2 separate regions of the Oryctolagus cuniculus genome follow, and region 1 is linked to region 2. Evidence: chromatin contacts called from public Micro-C data. All regions are on one chromosome and are shown on one strand. The core of a region is the stretch at or near the end of the contact, and the rest is flanking DNA. Distances in the headings are between cores, read along the strand shown.

The links. A called contact is a pair of places that touch in the nucleus more often than the background predicts.
Region 1: a Micro-C map of ear pinna shows a contact between it and region 2, with 4 times the contacts expected there. The contact joins the enhancer-like site here to the promoter of MEF2D in region 2. A contact is called at or near these places in 3 of 6 Hi-C or Micro-C datasets (ear pinna, skin fibroblasts and an unstated tissue).

Annotation. Positions count from the first base shown.
Region 1 is chr7:42,291,117-42,295,971 of mOryCun1.1, forward strand. No RefSeq gene overlaps it. Among named protein-coding and RNA genes, the nearest start is that of MIR9-1, 37 kb to the right of the region's middle. Within about 2 kb of position 2,560, at least 7 of the 8 cell types and tissues checked have an H3K27ac peak or open chromatin away from gene starts, as enhancers often do. A contact at or near this core is called in ear pinna, where this site is marked.
Region 2 is chr7:42,253,698-42,258,413 of mOryCun1.1, forward strand. MEF2D (myocyte enhancer factor 2D) reads left to right here and starts at 2,614. Exons shown (of 13, transcript XM_070077525.1): 1 at 2,614-2,981.

The DNA of each region.
Region 1 (4,855 bases), core at 1,310-3,809, 37 kb after region 2:
TGTGGCTTAGCAGGGTAAGCCACTGTCTGACGCCCTTGGCACTGGTTTCGGCTCTGGCTGTTCCACTTCCAATCCTGCTCCCTGCTAACACACCTGGGAAGGCAGCGGATGGCCCAAGTGTTTAGACCCCTGCTTCCCACACGGAGTCCCAGGCTTCTGGCTTCAGCATGGCCCAGCCCCAGTGGTTGCAGTAGCAGCCATCGGGGGAGTGAACCACCAGAAGGAAGACTTCTCTCTCCCGCTTCTACCTCCCCCTGTCCCCTGCCCTGGTAACTCTTTCAAATATATATATACTATATATATATATATATATATATATATATTATAGTATAGTATATATATATATACTAAAAAGGAATACATTTATATATATATATATATATATATATATTCCTTTTTAGTAAATGATGGCCACAGTACTTTGGTCCCTGTCACCCGTGTAGGAATCCTGGATTGAATTCCTGTTTCCTGGCTTTTGCCTGGCCCAGGTCCTGCTCTCTGGGCATTTGGAGCATGAACCAGTTCCCACCACTGCACCTCTCAAATGAAACAAAAATAAGTAAAATTCTAAAATACCTGGCCTCATCCATTTTTGTTTACGGCACACAGCGTGTGTTCAGTGAGGCTAAAATGAGATTATGCGTGGGGAAGTGCACTTTGAAAACTCTACAGTGGGCCGGTGCCACGGCTTACTAGGCTAATCCTCCGCCTTGCGGCGCTGGCACACTGGGTTCTAGTCCTGGTCGGGGCGCCGGATTCTGTCCCGGTTGCCCCTCTTCCAGGCCAGCTCTCTGCTGTGGCCCGGGAGTGCAGTGGAGGATGGCCCAAGTACTTGGGCCCTGCACCCCATGGGAGACCAGGAGAAGCACCTGGCTCCTGCCATCGGATCAGCGCTGTGCGCCGGCCGTGGCGGCCATTGGAGGGTGAACCAATGGCAAAGGAAGACCTTTCTCTCTGTCTCTCTCTCTCACTGTCCACTCTGCCTGTCAAAAAAAAAAAAAAAAACTCTATAATGGTACGAACACGAGATTTAAAAATTTTTTTTTATTTATTTACTTGAGAGGTAGAGTTACTGACAGAGAAGGAGCGAGAGAGAGAGAGAGAGAGAGAGAGAGAGAGAGAGAGAGAGTCTTCCATCCACTGGTTCACTCCCAAATAGCTAAAATGGCTAGGGCTGGGCCAATCCGAAGCCAGGAGCTTCTTCCAGGTCTCCCATGCAGGTGCAGGGCCTGAGCACTTCCACTGCTTTCCCAGGCCATAGCAGAGAGCTGGATCAGAAGAGAAGCAGCCCGGACTAGAACCGGCGCCCACATGGGATGCTGGCGATAAAGGTGGAGGCTTAGCCCACTATGCCACAGCGCCAGCCCCTGATTATTATTATTTTTTTAATAAATATACTCAAAAGTGTGACTTTTTTGTAGCTTCTCCTCGACCTTCCAGCTGCAGGACTAGCGAATGGGGCTCAGCTATTGGTCCATGGACGAACAGCATCCCAGAGGCAGGTTCTTGGGAGGCGGGAAGCAAAGGGTAGTATCTGTTTCAGCCAAGGAGGCGGCCAGACGAGTTCTCTTGCAGCTCATGTTCTTCTGACTCACCCGCCAGTCCCATGGGCTGAGTAACTTTTCCAGCCTTGTGACTGTGGAAACGTTTCAGGAACAGCGGATGTGGAAGGGACACAGGGACCCCACCCCAGGCTCCACAGCCCGCGTCCTGCAAGGAGATGGATCTCGGAAGCTCCCAGTCTCCCTGCGGGGCCTGCCGGGTGTGGTTCAACTCAGCCCGGGGGCCCGGCCTGCATTTGTTCCCTGTGCTTTGCACTTGCTTCTCCGCGTTCACAGCTCCCAGGGCCTCACTCAGGCAGTTGTTTGGTCACTAAGTACGGTCCCCGCCTTCGCAGGGTGGCCGCCCAGAGTCACTCCTGTTTACTGCGCATCGGCCACCACGTGCCTAATAAAAGCCGGTGACGCCGCCGGCCAGGCGGCGAGAGGAGCGCTCGCGCCCGCAAGCCCTGCCCTCACGCGGCCCTCGGTGCCCGTCCCCGCCGCTGTCACAACCTTCGGGCGCCCAATCCCTGCCCGGCCGGCCAGCGCCTCGCCAAGGGTCTGGCCCACAGGGGGCGCTCCAGCCACGGGGAACTGGCAGCTGGTCCTGGGACACTGCGCCAGAAGCGCGGGCCCCGCCGCCCTTTACCGGGCCGCTGACCCCCTCCTCCCCGCCTCCCTCCCTGCTGGACACTGCAGCCAGGTCAGCCGACACTCCCAGCTCGCTGCACGCCGCCGGCACCGACTGCCGGGTCGGCTCGTCCACACACTGGCGACGGTGCGGACAAAGACCTCAACCCACTCCCTTCGCCTCCGGTCGTTGGGCGGGAAGTAGATTCTAGGCCTCGCTCCATTGGCTGCTCCAATGACAGATGGGGTCAACAGCCAACCACATCCTGCACAGGGCGCATGCGTACACAAAGACAGCCCCCTATATGGGAAAAAACGGAGCCTTGCGACCAGTTTTGGCTGAGTCCCCTGTGCTCCGGGCTCCGAGGCGAAGGCGCGCGGGCGTGAGTCAGACCGCCTCCGCCTCCCTGCTCCACTTGAGGGAGAGCCAGCGCCCTCTCTCCTCCTGGCCTTTCCCAGACCCTGACTGCGCCTGAAAGATCCAGAAGAAAGGATGGCGGTGCCTGGCCTTCGGGGCGTCACGAACGTGCTCGCACGCAGCCAGCCGCTTCGCAGTGTCCCCAGTGTAATGTTCACTGTCCCGGGAGTTCTCCCCAGACCGCCTCCATGGGTTATTAAGGAGGTGGCGCTGCCTGTCGCGGTGAAGTGAGCCTGAACGCAGGCTGCCCGGCGCCCAGTCTGTTTCTCCAAGGAGCTTGCGTCCGGTCGGCTGATGACGCCGAAGATAAAAGCGCAGGCACTGTCTGGGGTTTTTTGTGTGTGGTTTTTTAATAGTGAGTGCTCGAGGTATTCAGAAGCAGCAGGATCACTTGGTGTTCCTGTGATCTGCGCGTGAAGGTGATGAGGCTTGGGAAATGGGTACAAAGAACGCAATTGGCGTGGGTAAATCTCAGGAACGTAATACCAAGTGAAAGAGATTCCGGAACACTGCAAACGTTTGGAACCATTTTAAATAAATCTCTACTTGTTTTCATTTTATTTGAAAGGCAGTGGTTTTCAGAGGGAGAGACATCTTCCATCTCTGATTCACTCCCCAAATACCCCACAAAAGCCAGGGCTGGGCCAAGACAAAGCCAGGAGCCTCCCACGTGGACGTCAGGCACCCATGGACTTGAGCCATCACCTGCTCTTCAGGAGCTGGAGTGGGGAGCAGAGCCTGTGCTGGAAGCAGACATTGCCATATGGCACGTGGGTGTCCCAAGCAGTGGCTTAACTTCCGGGCCAAATGCCTGTCCCCAAAACCATTTTTATAAAGTCCAAAAACAGGGGCCAGCGCCATGGCCTAGCAGGTAAAGCCACCGTCTGCAGTGCCGGCATCCCATATGGGCACCCGTTGGAGTCCCGGCTGCTCCACATCTGATCCAGCTCTCTGCTATGGCCTGGGAAAGCACTGAAAGATGGCCCAAGTCCTTGGGCCCCTGTGCCTATGTGGGAGACCCAGAGGAAGTTCCAGGCTCCTGGCTTTGGATCAGCTCAGTTCCGGACATTGCGGCCAACTGGGGAGTGAACCAGGGGATGGAAGACCTCTCTTTCTGCCTCTCCTCTCTCTGTGTGTAATTCTTTCAAATAAATAAATATTTTTTAAAAAAATAAAGTCCAAAAACAAATGAAATTCAACAAATATTGTTTAGATATGTGTGTAAAACTTTTCAAAGGGCAACAGACTGATGAACACAAAATGTAGAAATATGGAGACCGGCGCTGTGGCACAGAGGGTTAAAGCCCTGGCCCGAAGCGCCCCATATGGGTGCCAGTTCTAACCCCAGCTGCTCCTCTTCCAATCCAGCTCTCTGCTATGGCCTGGGAAAGCAGTAGAAGATGGCCCAAGTCCTTGGGCCCCTACATCCACATGGGAGACCTGGAAGAAACTCCTGGCTTCAGATCAGCACAGCTCCAGCTGTTGCAACTATCTGGGAAGTGAACCAGAGAGAGAGGAAGACCTCTTTCTCTGTCTCTGCCTCTCTCTGTAACTCTGTCTTTCAAATTAATAAAAAAAAAAAATCTTAAAAAAAAAGTTACCTTGCATAGAGATTGGGATGGAGTGGGAAAGAACACACAGGAGGGTGGTATTGGTATGTTCTAGTTATTGGGTAAATAGCTCTATGGGTATTCATTTGCTTCTGTATGTAACATATAAATTATTGTTCTTTTTTATGTATGCAATATAATTTAAAGGACAGGCCAGCACTGTAGCACGGTGGGTTAAGCTACTGCCTGCAGTGCCAGCATCCCATAGGGGCACCGGTTCAAGGCTAGTGTGCCTGGGAGGGCAGTGGAGGATGGCCCAAGCATGTGTACTCACATGGAGACCCAGAAGAAGCTCCTGGTTCCATGGCTTCAGCCTGGCCAAGCCCTGGCCATCACAGCCATCTGGGGAGTGAACCAGCAGATGGAAGATCTCTCTCTCCGTCCTCTCTCTGTAACTCTTTCAAATAAATAAATCTTTAATAATAATTTTTTAGAAGTCATGTAAGGCCTGTGGGGACCTTGAGCTAAATATGCAGTGTGCCAGAGTGTGGCAGAGACCACAGTCCATAAACAAGCTGAGTGGATGAGTGACGCACTTCCGGACGGCTCGGTGTCTACTGGGGACAGGAGCTGTCTGTGCAAGTAATGAGTGCCCTGCACAGCGGCTGGCTGACGGTCCTCGGTCCTCAGGATCGGAAATGCCATCCGCGTAGAAG
Region 2 (4,716 bases), core at 1,364-3,863:
GAAACAACGAGTCAGGCAGCTGAGCCCGCTCAGGCATTTTCTACCCAGAGGATTCTGTCCAGGGACCACAGGAAAAAGATTTAGTCAGTCACTTTCAGGAAGTTCTTTCTTCAGTCTGACTTCCAGCAACATCATCTCCGGGACCCTTTCTTAGTCCTGCATGGAAATCAAGATCTCTGTTACATTCTCTCTCCTACGAAGCCTTTCTACATTCTAAATTCTGTCCCACTTGCCTCTCCTGCTCTGCTGGCCTGTGACTAGGGATGTCAGCATCTCCCCCACTGAGCTGGGCCCGCCCCTCCCGGCTCCTGGCCCTTTAACACCCTCCGCAGGTGACTCACCTTCCTTCCTCATTCCTTTGTTCAGGACCCAACATTCCACGGCTGGGAGGAAAGCCAGCCAATCGTAGCCCGGGCAAGCCTGCCTCAGGCTGGAGATTGGCTGGAGCTGTGGTTGGCGGGAGGCTCACCACGCAGAGCCACAGGAGGCTGGGGAGGGGGTTTCTGAGCTCAGGCCCTGGAACAGAGTTAGTTCTGGGGGCTGCGCTGGTTTGGGGAGAGGCTCCTTCAAGTCAAACTGGGCTCAGAGAGTTCTCTGGCTTGGGGAGCCTCGAAACTGGTCTCCTAGGGGGCTTGGCTACATCCATGCCCACTTTTTTTTTTTTTTTTCCACCTGTGCTCTGGGACCCAGTGGTCTAAAGGCTGAGTTCCCAGGCCTGTTCCTAAGAAGCGTCTTCCAGCAGCCCTGGACCTCTCCAGTCTCAACATTCTGCTTTCCCGACGTCGGAAACAGCCGGAAAATAAACACCCTGATGACTAAACGGTTTCTCCAGCTAGAGCCTGGGGAAGAAGCACTAAAAATAGAGGCCACAAATGAGGGGAGGTTCCCCACTTGGGGGGGGCACTTTCCCATCCCGACACCGCCTCCAACCCGGCCCAAGGCTCCATTCTCCAGGTCCTTGGGGAAGGGGAAGAAGGACCGCTGCCTATCCCGGAGTCTTGGGCAAGCTAGCCCTGCCTGGTGCCCTGACTCCCAGATCCAACAGAGAGCTGAGAAGCTGCATCTGGGGACACTGTATAAATCAGGTTTCCTGAGGGAGAGGCCAAATAGAAGGGTTGGAAACTGAGGCCAAGGAAACAGGAGCCTGCTGGCCTTCTGTCTTAGGAAGTACAAGATAAGCTCCAACCTATTTGCAGAATAATTCCTCTGAACTTCTCCTCTGAGGCTTGCTTGCATGGGCTACCAGGGACCCGAAGGAGTCCTTCCAAACCAGCCCTTAGTTATTACAATGCAGCATGTGCACTCAGCGAAGCCATCTACTTATATGAACTAATTGACTCTTCACACCCAATTTATGAGTTAGGTAGTCTTATCACCAGCTCCATGTTCCCCGGGAGAATCATGAGGTGGAGGAAGTTAAATAATGTGCAGGTATTCACAGTTAACAAGTGGCGGGGCAAGGACTGGCACCAGGGCAGCCTGCCTGCAAAGCTGGCTTCTAACCCCCAGGACATGGTGCCTCTCTGTGTATATTGGTCTCTCCAGCACTAACCCAGAATTGAGCCTTTGTCTAGTAAATCAGACCTACCCAGATAGAAATCAGGGTGTGCGAGGGACTGAGAACCTCTCTGTTCTGCAAGGCTCTTTTGAGACCTAAGCCAAATTCAAGCATTTTCGCAAGCTCCAGGTGGAAAGCAGGACTTGGAAGTCGCAGGAATTGGGGGGGGGGGTGCTGATGGGCCAGTTGTCCAGCGGCCTGGCACCCACCCTCTCTCGGAGGACACTTCGAGACTCACCACTCCCTGAGGCCAACAGGAATTTTTTTAAAAATTATTTTTAAAAGCTACTGCTACATCTTTAATAAGATGTTTCTGAGTATTTCCTGTGTGGCAGGTGGGGGGTGGTTAGGGTGCCGCCCCTTTAAATTGCCCCTTCGGCAGTCAGTGCTCTGGAGCCCGCAGGCACTGGAGATTAGGTCACCCAAGAACTATGAGCTGTCGCTTTAAATTGCTGGGCGTCAGCCGAGCCAGGCCCAGAGAGGGGAGGGGGCTGTCACAGGTAGAGGGAGCGGCTGCGCTCCCCAGGTAACCCCCCGAGAGGAGAGCGTGGCGCTTTAAGCGGCGCTTTGTCACACACTAAGTGGGGGAGAAGGCAGCCTCTCACCTCCTCGGTCTCCCCTGAATTTCTCCACTTAAGACTCCCACCTCCCGACTCTCCCGGGGCTGGGGGCGGGGAGCCGAGGCAGCGTGCGCGCCGCCCGCAGGGCCTCCCCGGGGGCCGACCCCCTCGAGCGCGGGGCAGCAGCGGTGGGGGCGGCCGTCCCGCGAGCTCGGAGGGCGCGCCGCGGGCACGCGCCGACCCCTCGGCCAGGCCTCTGGGTCTCGCCTCCCTACTTTGCCTGTCTCTGGCTCTTTCTCCTCGCCGGCAGGCGGAGGGATCCGCCGCTCCTGGCGCTGCAGCCTAGCTTGGAAGGGCGGCGGGGTGGGGGCAGACCCGGCCGGGCCGGCCCGAGGGAAGAAGGGGGCGGGGCCGCGCCTCGGGCCCCGCCCCTCGTCGCGGCCCCGCCCCTCCGCCCCCACGAGTTCCTCCCATTGGCCCCCCCGCCTGTCCATCACCCCCGTTCCCCCCCACTCAGCCCTCAAGCTAGGCTGAGCTGTGCCTACGTCGGCCTCGACTCCCGGGGGCTGGAGGAGTTACCTTTGGAGCCCGAAAGGAGGAAGGAAGCAAAATATCAACAACAGCCGAGGCGGCCCGGGCACTCGGCCCCGGTCCCTTCGCTTGCCCGCCGCCCGCCTGCCCGCCCCCGCGCCCACGACGGGGGCCCAGGCCCCCCGGCGCCGCCCAGGGCCCGCGCGGACTCCGGCCTCATTTGTTATTCCCTCCGCCCGGAGCTGCGGCTTCCCAGTGTTGAAGATCCCCCGGACGAGGGGCGAAGACTGTCCCCTTCCTGCCGTGACACCCCTTTTCCCCCAGCGGGGCTGGTGAGTAGAGAAAAATAACGCGCCTGCCACTTTAAGAGCCCCCCTCCCCCACCCCGTCCTGGGGCTGGGGTGGGGGTGGTCCGGACCGTCCCCCCGAGGGGTGGGATGCGGTCGCCCCCTGGGCCGGGAGAAAGTCGCGGGGCGGGCGGTGCTGTGGCGTGGCGGCGGTGGGGGAGTGCGCGGCGGACTGTTTGTTTGTGTTAGGAGTCGGCTGTGGGGGACATGTGGAGTGGGCTGCGATTCCCTTGGGTGCTGGAGGTACGTGGTGGGGACCGGCGGGTCGGGGGCGCGCCGGCCTCTGGGTGTCCGCGGGTCCCCGCGGCCTTGGAGCGGTCTGGGAAGGGGCACCATCCTCACAGGGGGTCTCCGGTGACAGCCGGGAGCGACTGACATTTTAACAGCCGGCCCTCCCTCCCTCTCCCTGCTCGCGCCGCCTGTTCCCTCCTCCTTGGCCCGAAATGGTGCAGAAGGGGGCCTGGGAGGGCGGCGGGAGGGTGGGGGCGGGGGAGCCGCAGCTGTTTGGGAAGCGGGGGAGGGAGGGGGATGTTGTTCAGATGACACCGGGGTGGTGGGTTGGGGTGTGTGAGCGTGTGTCTCCGGGGCGTGCTCGCCGGGTGCCTGTGGAGTTGGAACGCCGAGCCGCCGCGGAGGTGGGCACGCGGGACCCTTCTCGCCCGGCTCCCCGACCCCTGGTCTGGCTCGTCGGCAGCCCCCGCTGGAGAAGCCCCTGGCCAGAAGTTTGCAGCTGTTCAACATCTGGGCAAGAGTTCTCCAGCCCCCTCTCCTGTAGGACAGGCTGCACTGGGCCGGCAGTGGGGGTCTGTCTGGGGAGTGTGGCGGGGTTTTGGCAGGGAGGGAGGGCCCGGGAGACTAAGGTGTGTATAGGCTCCCACCCCAGTGCCAGCCCCCTTCCTGTTGGGTGTGGGTTGCACAGGGATGAGGAAAAGCGGCCCCTTCCCCTGGAGATTGTGGCTGACCACTCAGCAGCGATCCCAGATCTCCTGGAAGGAGGGCTCCTGGGTCTAGGCACAGTGTTGGGGGGAGGGGGCCCTCCCGGGTTATCCCAGGTTTGTCCTGCCTCCCCTTACACCTGGTGCATTGTTGATGGGTTGGGGGAGGGTGCAGCAGGCAAGATCCTGTGCGCCCCTTTCCTGCGCCCAGCCCCAGTGTGAGTGTCCCTCAGCCCTGGTGGCCTTGGTGGGAGGGTGGCGCCTAAGCCCGCCTCCTCCATTCCCTCTGGGTCTTTGCAGCAGTTTCGGGGGCCAGCCGGGACTGTGGGAAGTTTGCCGTCTGGGGCGGTGACCTTGGGCTGCTCTGGCCTGGAGATAGGAGGGGAGCCGAAGCCAGCACGAGACCGGGTGTTGTGGAGTTGGGGAGCTGCTGTCCGCCTCCCACTCCCTTCCAAACCCCCAGCAGGAAGGGCCGAGGGGAGCCCTGAAAAGCACATGTCCGTGTTCACAGATGCGGCCCCCCGGGTCACACCCGCCCCAGGACTTAGCTTGCCTGCCCCAGCTCCCACGGCCTGGCCTGCCTGGGAATGAATTTCCTTCCTGTGGTTTCCCAGAGTGTTGAGCAGGAGGTGGGGGTGGGGTGGGACCAGTGTGGGAGTGGCTGAGGACCTGTTCTAGGGGGCACTTGGGGGGACACTGGGGCTTGCAGAAAGCGCTTTCCCTACACAGGCGTCTGCACCTTGAGGCTCAGTGGTCCCATTCTCTTTGTTGTACCTCCCCTGCCC